Linked DNA regions of Sus scrofa: region 2 is linked to region 1. A link is a contact called in public HiChIP or PLAC-seq data. All regions are on one chromosome and are shown on one strand. The core of a region is the stretch at or near the end of the contact, and the rest is flanking DNA. Distances in the headings are between cores, read along the strand shown.

Evidence for each region. HiChIP or PLAC-seq counts read pairs in DNA pulled down with a chosen protein or histone mark.
Region 2: a contact with region 1 is called in an H3K27ac HiChIP or PLAC-seq map of alveolar macrophages. The contact joins the promoter of EPHX2 here to the promoter of TRIM35 in region 1. A contact is called at or near these places in 1 of 5 promoter capture datasets (fetal skeletal muscle), 2 of 47 Hi-C or Micro-C datasets (heart right ventricle and skeletal muscle) and 1 of 2 datasets of contacts at active chromatin or transcription factors (alveolar macrophages).

Annotation. Positions count from the first base shown.
Region 1 is chr14:11,049,460-11,055,002 of Sscrofa11.1, forward strand. It overlaps TRIM35 (tripartite motif-containing protein 35), which reads right to left and starts at 2,444. Exons shown (of 7, transcript XM_001928380.5): 1 at 1,880-2,444. The coding sequence starts at 2,314.
Region 2 is chr14:11,213,911-11,219,453 of Sscrofa11.1, forward strand. EPHX2 (epoxide hydrolase 2) reads left to right here and starts at 3,215. Exons shown (of 19, transcript NM_001001641.1): 1 at 3,215-3,315. The coding sequence starts at 3,215.

The sequences.
Region 1 (5,543 bases), core at 1,194-3,693:
TTCTCACCTCTCAGCCTCCCCACATCATTCCCCCAACCCCCACCAACCATCCAGAACTGCTAACACCTCCTCATCCCTCAGGTTTCTGCTTGAAGCTCCTTGAGGTATGAATGACTGCCTAGCTGGTGTCCTGAAGTATCCCCAGGGCCCAGCAGTACAAGGCATCTGCTGAATAAACAGAAAGAGTCATTAGACGTCTGCCTGGCACTAGGTTACTGACCTTGAATCCCGCGGCTTAGCCCAGACCTGAGGGTCCTGCCTTAGTGCTCTTGGCCTTGACCCCTACCCCTCTTCCTGATCTAAACCTCTGCCAGCCCCATAGTGCTTTGTCATGACTTGATCCATGGTGACCCCTACCTTGACCCCAGCCCCCAGAATGCCCAGCACTTACTTCAGCTGTCCCAAATCAGGACCTGGCGCTCCTGCCAGGGGAAATGAGAAAAAGCATTGCTGAGGACCACTGTTAAACAAATAAGGGGACAGCAGTTATAGGCTTATCCTACTGCTGAGCTACTGTGGTGTTCAAAGGAGCATGGTGCTGACCTTCCCCTCCACTTGAACTCTGTCAAAATATATATCAACTGTCAACTTTGGACATTTCTTAAGAAAGACATGAAAACAGAGTAAAACAGTGGCTGGAGACCAGGCACTCAGAGTCCTTGCAGTGCCCCCTTTGGAATATACTCACCTTCTTACCAGCTAACCAGTGTTCTCCAAACTATGGGTCTAGCCTATGTATTAGCAGGTGATGAAATAAATTAGTGTTTCACACTCTGTGCAGGTTTTATTTATTTATTTATTTATTTAGGGCCACATCCGCAGCATCTGGAGATTCCTAGGCTAGGGGTCCAATTGGAGCTGTAGCCGCCAGTCTAAGCCACAACCACAGCAACACAGATCAGAGCAGTGCCTGCAACCTGCACCACAGTTCACAGTAACGCTGGATCCTTAACCCACTGAGCGAGGCCAGGGATCAAACCCAAGTCCTCATAGATGCTAGTAGGGTTCCTTAACCGCTGAGCCACAACAGGAACTCCCATGCGCAATTTTTAAAATAAAACGACACCAAGTGTCTAAGCACAACAGACATTTTCACAGAACTTTTGTTACAACTGATACAGAGCATCATACATTCACATGGCTGTTCTGGGTCATAACGGAAAAAATATTTGCTATGGGCCAGCTAAGGTCAAAAGATCTGAAAACTGAGCTAGCGAATCCTTATTTCCTGATCACTTTTCCTTCATGTTACTCTTGCCCTGTTAAGTGCTTCTTTATTTATAGCCACTTAAACTCTACTCATCAGAGATGCCTAGAGTGATTCAGAACAGTCCAGCTGGCCTGGGCCCAGAGGCCTCCCCACAGCTACACAACACATGGGGCCACCTCGAGAAGGAGGTGACCGATGTGGGGAGATCTAAAGACTCCACATCCCTGGCCAGGTCTTGTGGTCCTGTGCCTTTACCCAGACTGTGCCAAGTTTCAGGGTTGCTGGGCTTACCCACACCTATGCTTCTTCAGGGGCGTGGGCTACACCCAGCGGGTAGAAAGGGGGCAGCGTGGTCCCAGCCCTTCAGAGGTGGGCGGGGCTGTCTTGAGAGCTTCCTATTGTAACCCCAATTCTCACATTTCCTGTTGACATTCTCTCCCCTCCCCTCTTAGGTACCCAAGAGCGGGCCTTAATGAAGAAGGCAGCCTCTGTAGGTTATCAGCGTCAGGGAGTGGGGGTCCCGAGAAGGCACCAGCAAGCTAGCAGTAAGAGGGGCAGGACCGAGCACACACCGCTCTGGCAGGCGGGAGTGCAAGGGTAGCAGAGTCAGGGTGCTGGGTTCCAGTCCACGTGCGCCCTCAGCCACCTCCCTCACGCGACCTCGCTTACCCGGAAGTCGTGGGCAGTGTCCTTCACCGGCTGCACCCGATGTCCCTGGTGCCGGGGATCGGCCTGGCACGAGCAGCAGAGCAACTCCTTGTCGTCGAGGCAGAAGAGGCTGAACTGGCCGCGGTGCAGGCGGCAGAGGCGCGGGGAGCGGTGGCCGGTCCAACGCGCGCCCTCGGCCTCCTCGCGCAGCAGCTTCTCCACCAGGTTGTTGAGGGTGTGGTTGGGGCGCAGGTCGGAGGGAGCCGCGCGGTCCTTGCACACCGGGCAAGTGGGCGCCACCTGCACCTCCCAGCAGCGGGTCACACACCCGCGGCAGAAGTTATGGCCGCAGCGCAGAGTCACGGCGTCGCGAAACGGGTCGTAGCAGACGGCGCAGAGGAGCTCCTCCTTGAAGGAACGGGAAGGCCCGGGGGACGCGGCCGGGCCCGGCTCCATTGCCGGGTCTGCGGGCTCCAACGCCGGCAACTTTCACTCACGCCCCTCCCACCTGCCTCGCGGCTCCCGGGACCTTGCGGAGAGGGGCACACAGCCCCTTCCGCTCGGGAGCACTGAGCGACAGCAGCGCCAACCAATAGCGCACAGGGCGTAGTCGGGAGACTCCGCCCAGTTCCGGTCGGCGCGGGGCGGGAGGAATCCCGGAAGAGCGGGGCGGGGCCTGTATGCTCCGCAGTTCCCGCCATTCCCTTGTTGGCCCGCTAGTTTTAGCTGGGAAGTAAGTCCCCTTCCAGTCTGTGGGGTTCCGAGTCACTGAAACCTACTTCCGATTTCAAATGGGAAATGAAGTCTAGGAGTCTCTTCGTTAACCAATCCCCGGAAATCTCAGGCATGTGAGGTGGAAGGAGCCAGAGGTCCTTATTTCTGGTTCCGAAGTGGAGTCTACCTTACCTGGTCGTTAGCGTGTCCACTACTTGCAGTGCTATTTCAAAGATCTTTGCCCACTCTTGCATTAGTTGTTTACTTATTTTGGCCAGTTTTGTGCTTGCCCCCTGGGGTAAGGCAGAACCGAGTGAGAGAAAGGGGCCCTGGAAGACCTCTGAGAAGACCCCATTCTTATCCCGTGGTTGAATAAGTGGGCAAGTCACAGTCTTTCCAACCTATGTCCTCGAGAGTGAAACGGAGATCAAGGACGTCTGCAAAGTTATCTATGGGAATTAGCATCCAGGCTGAATTCTTCATGCCAGTTACAGCAGGCATGAGGCTCTCCAACTCCCCGTTCCTGCCACAGGTTGACGTAGGATTCTTTTCCCCTGACACACTTTCATTTCCGGTTTGCGTTGGAAGACAAAGTCCACATGGCTCAAGTTCCTGTATGGGAGCAGAGACTGCATTTATAAGACTTATTTTTCAAGGATGTTCCTATGATAAACAGCTTGGGAAGACAGAAATAATGTCTCCTTCCAGGCAAAGATCTGGCAATCTGACTCCTCATTATAAAAGATTCATTCAGGTTCCCTAAGCTTCCTCCTGTGGCCCACAGGTTCCCAAAAGGCTTGTGGGAATTAAGGGTCAAGAAACTGGCTCAAGTGACTATAATCTGACTACCATCCTTTGTCTCTGACCCAGAATTCCTGTTGGATTAAACTATCCTTTGTCTCTGACCCAGAATTCTTATCTACCAGCATTCCTAAGACTGTGGCATGCTGACTTGGAATACTGAGAGAAAAAAAAAAAATGTAAAACATAAAAGTTGAGAATTATGTTTTGTTTCTTGGACAAAACTGAGGACTTAAGCCCAGGACACAGTATGTCACTCTGAAAGACTGCTCCAAAGAGGTAAGAGAGGGGCCAGGACATACTGGAGTTCTTGCAACAAAGACCAGGTTGTTGGAATTTCAAAAGATTACTGTTAATTAAAAAAAAAAAAAAAAAAAAAAACAGACATCTCAAGTTAAGGAATTTTACACTTTTCTGTGTATGGGAAATTCCAAGAGTCTGGGCTCGCTGAAATCCTTTGATAATGCACCTCAGCAGTCTGGGGCCAGTATCCTGTGGTTTTTCATCCTGAGTTTCCTCAGGCCCTGTCTGAAGCTGGCTGTAGCCGTTGACTGCTAGATGGCATCCTCTTTTGATCCTGAGTTCCTTCAGGGCTCATCATCAGGTCAGCATTGATGTGATGGCTTGATAGCTGCAACATCTCTTGTTTACTGATATGGCACACAACATTTTTTTCATTATGCATGTTAACATGCAAGTAGGCCAAAATCTCGGGCCCTTGATAGTCCTAGACAATTTCCTTCCAAACTTTTAGTCAGAATAGCCCTTTTCCCACAATACCACGGAGATGGATGCCACCAATTCTTACTGCTTTCTGCAGTGTTTCTTATGCATGGTCAGTGATCCTCCTGCAATAACCTGGGCTTTCTAAAAGCACAGATTCTTGAACGTACTTTTATCTACTTGCCTCTTTGGGGAGGGGGCAGGAACCTACATTTTGCACATGCCCTCCAGATGATTCTCAGGTACACTAAAGTTTGAGACCAATTGCTCTAGATCTACTCATCTAGTTGGTCTCCAGCTATGCTTATTGGTTCAAAAATTAACCTTAGAGGCAATATCTGGAAAGGCCACAAGATGGGGCTAATAACCCCACATTCTAGGCACTCCTCTGGAGTATCTAGTTTCTCCTAGTCTTATTTTCTTTAACTCTTTTATCTGTATGTCCCAGTTGCTCTGTGAATATGTTTTGCTATCTGTTTCATGCCATTCATATGATTTTCTTTGTTCGTTTTGTTGTTTTTTTCCTAGGACTCTTGAGTAGGACCACCAAACAAAACAAGAGTAAAGAGTTGACGTTCCCGTCGTGGCACAGTGGAAACGAATCCAACCAGGAACCATGAGGTTGTAGGTTCGATTCCGGGCCTTGCTCAGCGGGTTAAGAATCCAGCGTTGCCATGAGTGTAGGTCGCAGACATGGCTTAGATCTGGTGTTGCTGTGGCTCTGGCGTGGGCCAGCAGCAACAGCTCCAATTAGACCCCTAGCCTGGGAACCTACATAGGCCGTGGGTGTGGCCCTCAAAAGACAAAAAAAAAAAAAAAAAAAACACCCAAATGTATTGCTTTTTTTTTTCTTTAAGAAGAATACAAAGGTTACCGTCAAACCAATAAGGTCCTCCAGTCTTTCTGGAAATCCGGAAAAGACTTGGTCCTATTCCAAGCCACACCGGGGCCAGGGGCAGCCTGGGGCATGACCTAGGGCATGTTATTTTACTTTTCTTACTTCCTTTTCCTCAACCGTTAAAGGAAAGATTGGACAAATTGCTTCAAATTCTCACTAGCTCAGACACTCTGGACTTTTTTGATTCTGTGCATAATTTCAGGAAAGAGGGTGACTAAACCTTACACACAGACCAGGAAAGAGAAGTCTTGGTGATTGTAACTAATGTGTCACCAGCTTCTGTTTCTTCTTCCAGTAAGAATGGACCAACTTCAGAGGCCCTGAAATGCGGTAGAATTTCAAATTCCTCTGTATACCAGCTAAACTGTTGCGAAAGCCCACTGCTAGTTCTTCCTATTGTAACTTGCCTCACCCCATGCCCGGGCATATTTGTCAGGCATTGCTACATTTCTAACCCCGCTGCTAGTAACACATACATTTATGTAAGAAAAATATTGCTAGGTGCAGAAAGAACAGCTTTTTTTTTTTCTTTCTTCTTTTTAAAAGCAG
Region 2 (5,543 bases), core at 1,965-4,464, 170 kb after region 1:
TAGGATTTACATTTCAAAAAGATACCCCATTTCTGTAGCCCAGGTGAGAGAGCTCTCATCTTCCCGTAACTTGTGTGGCAGAAAACACAAGGGAACAGTGACCCATGAGAAAGAGCAGGGCACAGTAAAATGCCATCGAGACTTCTAATCTTTGCCTAAGCAACTCATCCAGGAGTTCTGCAACTCACAAGGTGTTATAAAATATTCCAGACCAGGAGTTCCCGTCGTGGCGCAGTGGTTAACGAATCCGACTAGAACCATGAGGTTGCGGGTTCAATCCCTGCCCTTGCTCAGTGGGTTAACGATCCGGCGTTGCCGTGAGCTGTGGTGTAGGTCGCAGATGCGGCTTGGATCCTGCGTTGCTGTGGCTGTGGCGTAGGCCGGTGGCTGCAGCTCCGATTGGACCCCTAGCCTGGGAACCTCCATATGCCGTGGGAGCGGCCCAAGAAAAGGCAAGACAAAAAAAAAAAAAAAAAAATTCCAGACCAGATCAATCTCCTAGTTTCCTGCCCTGTGTTAAAGTTCATGCACGCAGGTTGGAAAAAAATTTTCATCATAGCCAGTTAAGGAAAAAGAAGAGTTTATTGAGATGAGAGATGCTGCTAGTGCAGCGGGATGACTTCTTGATAATCAGGGAAGAGCTGACTCCCCTGAGAGGGAGCAAAGTCATGTCTGTTTTTATAGCCCAGGGAGAGAGGTGAGGTCTTGCCATCTACCTGCCTATCTGCTGATTGGTTGGGGAAAGATGGGGATCTTTGATACACTTGCTGGTCAGTTGGGGGCGTTTTTGCCCCTATAGGGATGGGGTGAGGAGTGGGCCACATCCTTTTCGTAGTAGGGAGTGGGAAGGAGTAGGCCAGGTTGCTCAAGATGGGGGAGGGACATTACAATAAGCCAGGTGGGTGATGAAAAAAGTCTGGAAATCTTTTCTTTTTTCTTCTTTTTGCCATTTCTTGGGCCACTCCCATGGCATATGGAGGTTCCCAGGCTAGGGGTCTAATCGGAGCTGTAGCTGCCAGTCTACGCCAGAGCCACAGCAACTCGGGATCCGAGCCTCGTCTGCAACCTACACCACAGCTCAGGGCAACGCCAGATCCTTAACCCACTGAGCAAGGGCAGGGATCAAATCCGCAACCTCGTGGTTCCTAGTCGGATTCATTAACCACTGAGCCACGACGGGAGCTCCCATTCTAGTTAATTTAAGTGGAAGAGAATGAATACAGGAAATTAGGGCATACAAAATCTTTGAAAGGAATGGAGGAGTGAGCTGTCAGATTGGACCTTTAAGAAAGACTCCCAGGAAACCTCCACCATTGAACCTGAAGCTGTTTTCTGGGCCCCGTCAGCTGACCACCACTGGGACTGAGTTTAAGGACACTGGACTTAGCTGGGACCCAGGAATTTGGAAGCAGCTCCAAATTCTTTGGCTTGAGCAACCAAGTGAAAGGGGCTGCCATTTAGTAAGACCAGTAGAAGCCTCAGGAGATGGGAATGCAGCTAGAATTCTGTTTCAGTCACAAGAAATTCAAGATCCCCATGAGATATTCAAGAGGAGGTGTTGATTAAGAAATTACATATGCAAGGATGGAAATGGAAGGAAAGTCTAAACTGGAGATTTAAATTTAGGAGATTTCATACTACATAAGTCACACTGCCACTTGCTTTCTATTTTTTAGACTCAGTTGGACTTTTGAGATTACCAATTTCTTGAGCAACCACTGTATTTATTCTCTTTATAAATCTTCAAACCCAGGGTGATCTAGTTTCTATCTCTAAAAACTCCACTGAATATGTTCTGAAATAGGTCACGCAGTGTCATCCAAGTCCAATATCAAACCGGGTTATTGCTGTTGTTTTTCAATGTTTCTACAGCATTTGGCGGTGTTACCTACTTCTTGCTTCTTAGGAGTGGATCTCAGAAAACACTAACAACTCTCAGGCACAATCCCAGAGGAGATTCTGAAGCCAAAAAGGCAAGTGTGGTCCTGGATCACAACACACCCCAAGGCAGACTCATTTCTCTTGTTGACCAGACTGAAGGTTGGTACATCAACAACTTCTTGATTTCAGTAAAGTCTCTGGTGATCTCTCACAACATTTTTCTAGGTAAATGGGGGGAAATATCTCGGGTAAATTCACAGATGATGCATTCAAGCCAGGCTCTCAGCAAGCTGGAACATCAAGCCAGGAGCATGTTTTCATTCTCAGAGCTGCACTACAAAGGCTCAGAGAGTCTAATAACATGCTCGAAAGCCCAGGTCAGACACTCCTAAGGAGGCGGAGGTTTAGGTTTTCTAGAAACACAAAGGAGCCAAGAATGTGGAATCTGTGATTTAAAACAAAGCTCAAACATTTTTAGGCAGCATTAATATAAGAAGAATGTACAAAGGGGTAATGGTGGTCAAATTTATTTCTTCTAAACCTCAGGAGACTGGAATGAATGTATGCTGGGTTGGCATACCATGCCTGGAGCATTATAGTTTATTCTAGAAGTATACTCCACCTTGACACCGAAGAGCCTGACTAGAGGCACATGGTCAGTATAGTGAGGGACTTGTAATTACATGTACTGGATCTAGAAAAGAAGGCCGATAAAGCTACTAATTTACTGGAGATGCAAAACAAAATGAATGTAGGGCATCCGAATACTGAATGAATAAACTTTTGGCAACACACACACACACACTTAAAGAGTCTGTGCCCCCTGGCTCTTTCTCAGGCCTGCCTTCTCCACGGGCCTACTCAGAATGCTGAAAGTCTGCCAAGTTCGCCTTAAGAGATCAGCCTGTCCCAGGGCCTGGGTCCAGCTTTCAAGCAGTCACAGCGGGAGCTCGGGGAGCTCGGGTACTTAGGACTTTCATTTTAGGCGACGGATGGGGATTCATCCAGAGACGAGATTCTAACCCTGGGTCCAAGAGCCAGGAGGTGATGGAGATGGAGCCTGGGCCGCCCTGGGTCTGGGGACACCAAGGGAACCCCCAGGAAAGCGTCCAGGGTGGGACCAGGGCAGGGGGCGGGGCGGAGGTGGGGCGTGGTCAAGTCCCAGACGGGGGCGTGGTGAAGGGCGGTGCTGGGGCCAGGACTGCGAGAGTGGCCGGGACAGGGGGCGGGATCGAGCTCGTCCTGGGCGGCCCCCTCTGCCCGCTGCTAGGGTCCGGAGCCACGACCTTTTTGCGACTCCTCCAAGCGCTTCGAGTCCGAGGCGGAGGCCGCCATGGCGCTGCGAGCGGCGGTGTTCGACCTGGACGGGGTCCTGGCACTGCCATCGATCACCACCTCCTGGGCCCGCGCCGAGGAGAAGCTGGCGCTGCCCAGGTAAGGGGACAGGCGCCACTGCCCGCGCTCCGAAGGCTGGCGGGTGGGACCCTGCGGCAGAGGCGCGACCTCTCGGAGAAGTCCTTTCAGGACTCCCAGCCCTGGTTTCCGATTACTGCAGGGCGGGAGCTCTGGGGAAAAGGTTAAAACAATTACCCTGCCCTAAAGTACCAGGGAGTGTAGGTAGATCCATTGTCTTTCTAAATGATGAGTAGTTCATCTCTCTAAGGACTCCAAAATTGCCCTCTATACTGAAAGCTTTTCCTAAAGTAAGAGAAATTACTCCCTGAGCTGTCTGCTGCCCACTTAATTCTCTGTAATGGAATGTGCCTTAAAGACCTGCGCTGAGGTTTCTAGAGGGAAAAGTCCTATGTGTTGCACATTATAAGGGCAAACCAGAAACGACCCCCCATCCTAAGCACTGGAAAATGGTAAACTAGGAAACATCACCAGTAAACTGGAGGTTCAGAATAAGGTTACAGTGACATCAGGAAATATCTGTTTTCGGAGTTCCGGTTGTGGCACAGCAGAAAGGAATCCGACTACTAACCATGAGATTGCTGGTTCGATCCCTGGCCTTGCTCAGTGGGTTAAAGGATCCGGTATTGCCATGAGCTGTGGTGTAGGTCGCAGATAGGCTTGGATCTGTGTTGCTGTGGCTGTGGTGTAGGCCAGCAGCTATAGTTCGATTAAAAAAAAATGTTTAATAAGTGCAAAGACCAAACTCACCAGAGTATAACACCATTTATACAAGATGGTTTCAACTATGGAAAAAAAAAAAAAACTTCGTGTTGAAAATACCTGAAGACATATGCCAAAATATCCCTGGGATTATTCATCCCAGATGGGATTGTGAATGCTTTCTTTTCTACTTTTTTGTATTTTCCAATTTGGAGGACTTATAAACATGCGTTGCTCCTACAGTCAGAAGGAAGGAGAGCATATTTATTTTAAAACTTAGCAAAGAAAGGCAGATCACACCAGGGACATCCAAGGAAGAGTAAATTCTAAACTACTGGCACGTACTGGCACTACGGGAGCAGGGTGGAAGCTTTGAGAGTTCTGCCCTATCCAAGGCATTCTAGAATTCTGTGATACAAAGACTAACAGGCTTTTTGAGCTGTTTTACTATATAAAATGATAAAAGACTGGTGTTCGCTAGCATGCCAGGTCAAAAGGGGCTCAGCAAAAGAAGCTAGAGCAGTCCTCACTTTTAGACGCAGAAACTGAGGCTTGGAGAGAGGATTAACCTGCTCCAGATTACACAGCATCACATGACAGAGGCAACCATGGAACTCCTCCTTCTGCCTCCCAGTCTAGGATTCTTTCCCACCTCCCTTGGCCCTTGTTCTGGGAAGGATGTCAGTCTGTAGAGAGTGAGTAAATAGGTCAATAATAAATATATCAGTAATGGATTGATATCAATAATGAACCAGCATCAGTAGTAAATAGATCAACAGCTAGTTGTTACCAATAAACAAAAATAAGGTGGCTACAAAGTCCACCCCCAGAATACTCACAGGTGGGTAGTTAGGGTTGGACAGAGAAATGAAAATGGCAGGTCACCCCGGTCCAGGCTTGCCGGATTCAGATCATTTGCTGGAGGGAAAAACTGAGTGAAAGGAACAGTGAGCTTATTTCGTGGAAGCCCTTTTAGCTACTGTGTTGTTTCACTTCCTTCTGGCCCATACATTTTATTTTATTTTTTTAAAAAGGCATGAAAGGAGAGTAAGCTAATGAGGTCTGTTTGTGCCTGTGAGCTCATCAGTGCAGGAGTGAACATGCCTTGTGCATATACAGTCACAAGTATACCTGTGAGTACCCCAGTGAATGTACTTGAGAGTGTATTTGTGAGGATACAAGTCACAAGTATACATGTTTTCAGAGGTGGAGAATTTCAAGAGCACTGGTCTCTGAGTCAGACCCAGGTTAAAATCTCAATTCAAGGACTTAGCATTGGTGACTTTGCTTAACCTGTCGTAGACTTTGTCAACTCAGTTGAGATCTTAGTCTTAAAATAAGAAAATGCCTCCCCATAAATCTTTGTGAGGGTTAAATTAGATGACATGCAAGGTGAGTGGGCAGCTGTGTTCCTGATACATTTTAAAATTTTGTCTTTATTTATTCTTTTATTTTTTTTATTATTTTTTTACTTTTCAGGGCTACACCTGCAAGCATAGGAAAGTTTCCAGGCTAGGGGTCCAATCAGAGTTATAGCAGCCGGCCTA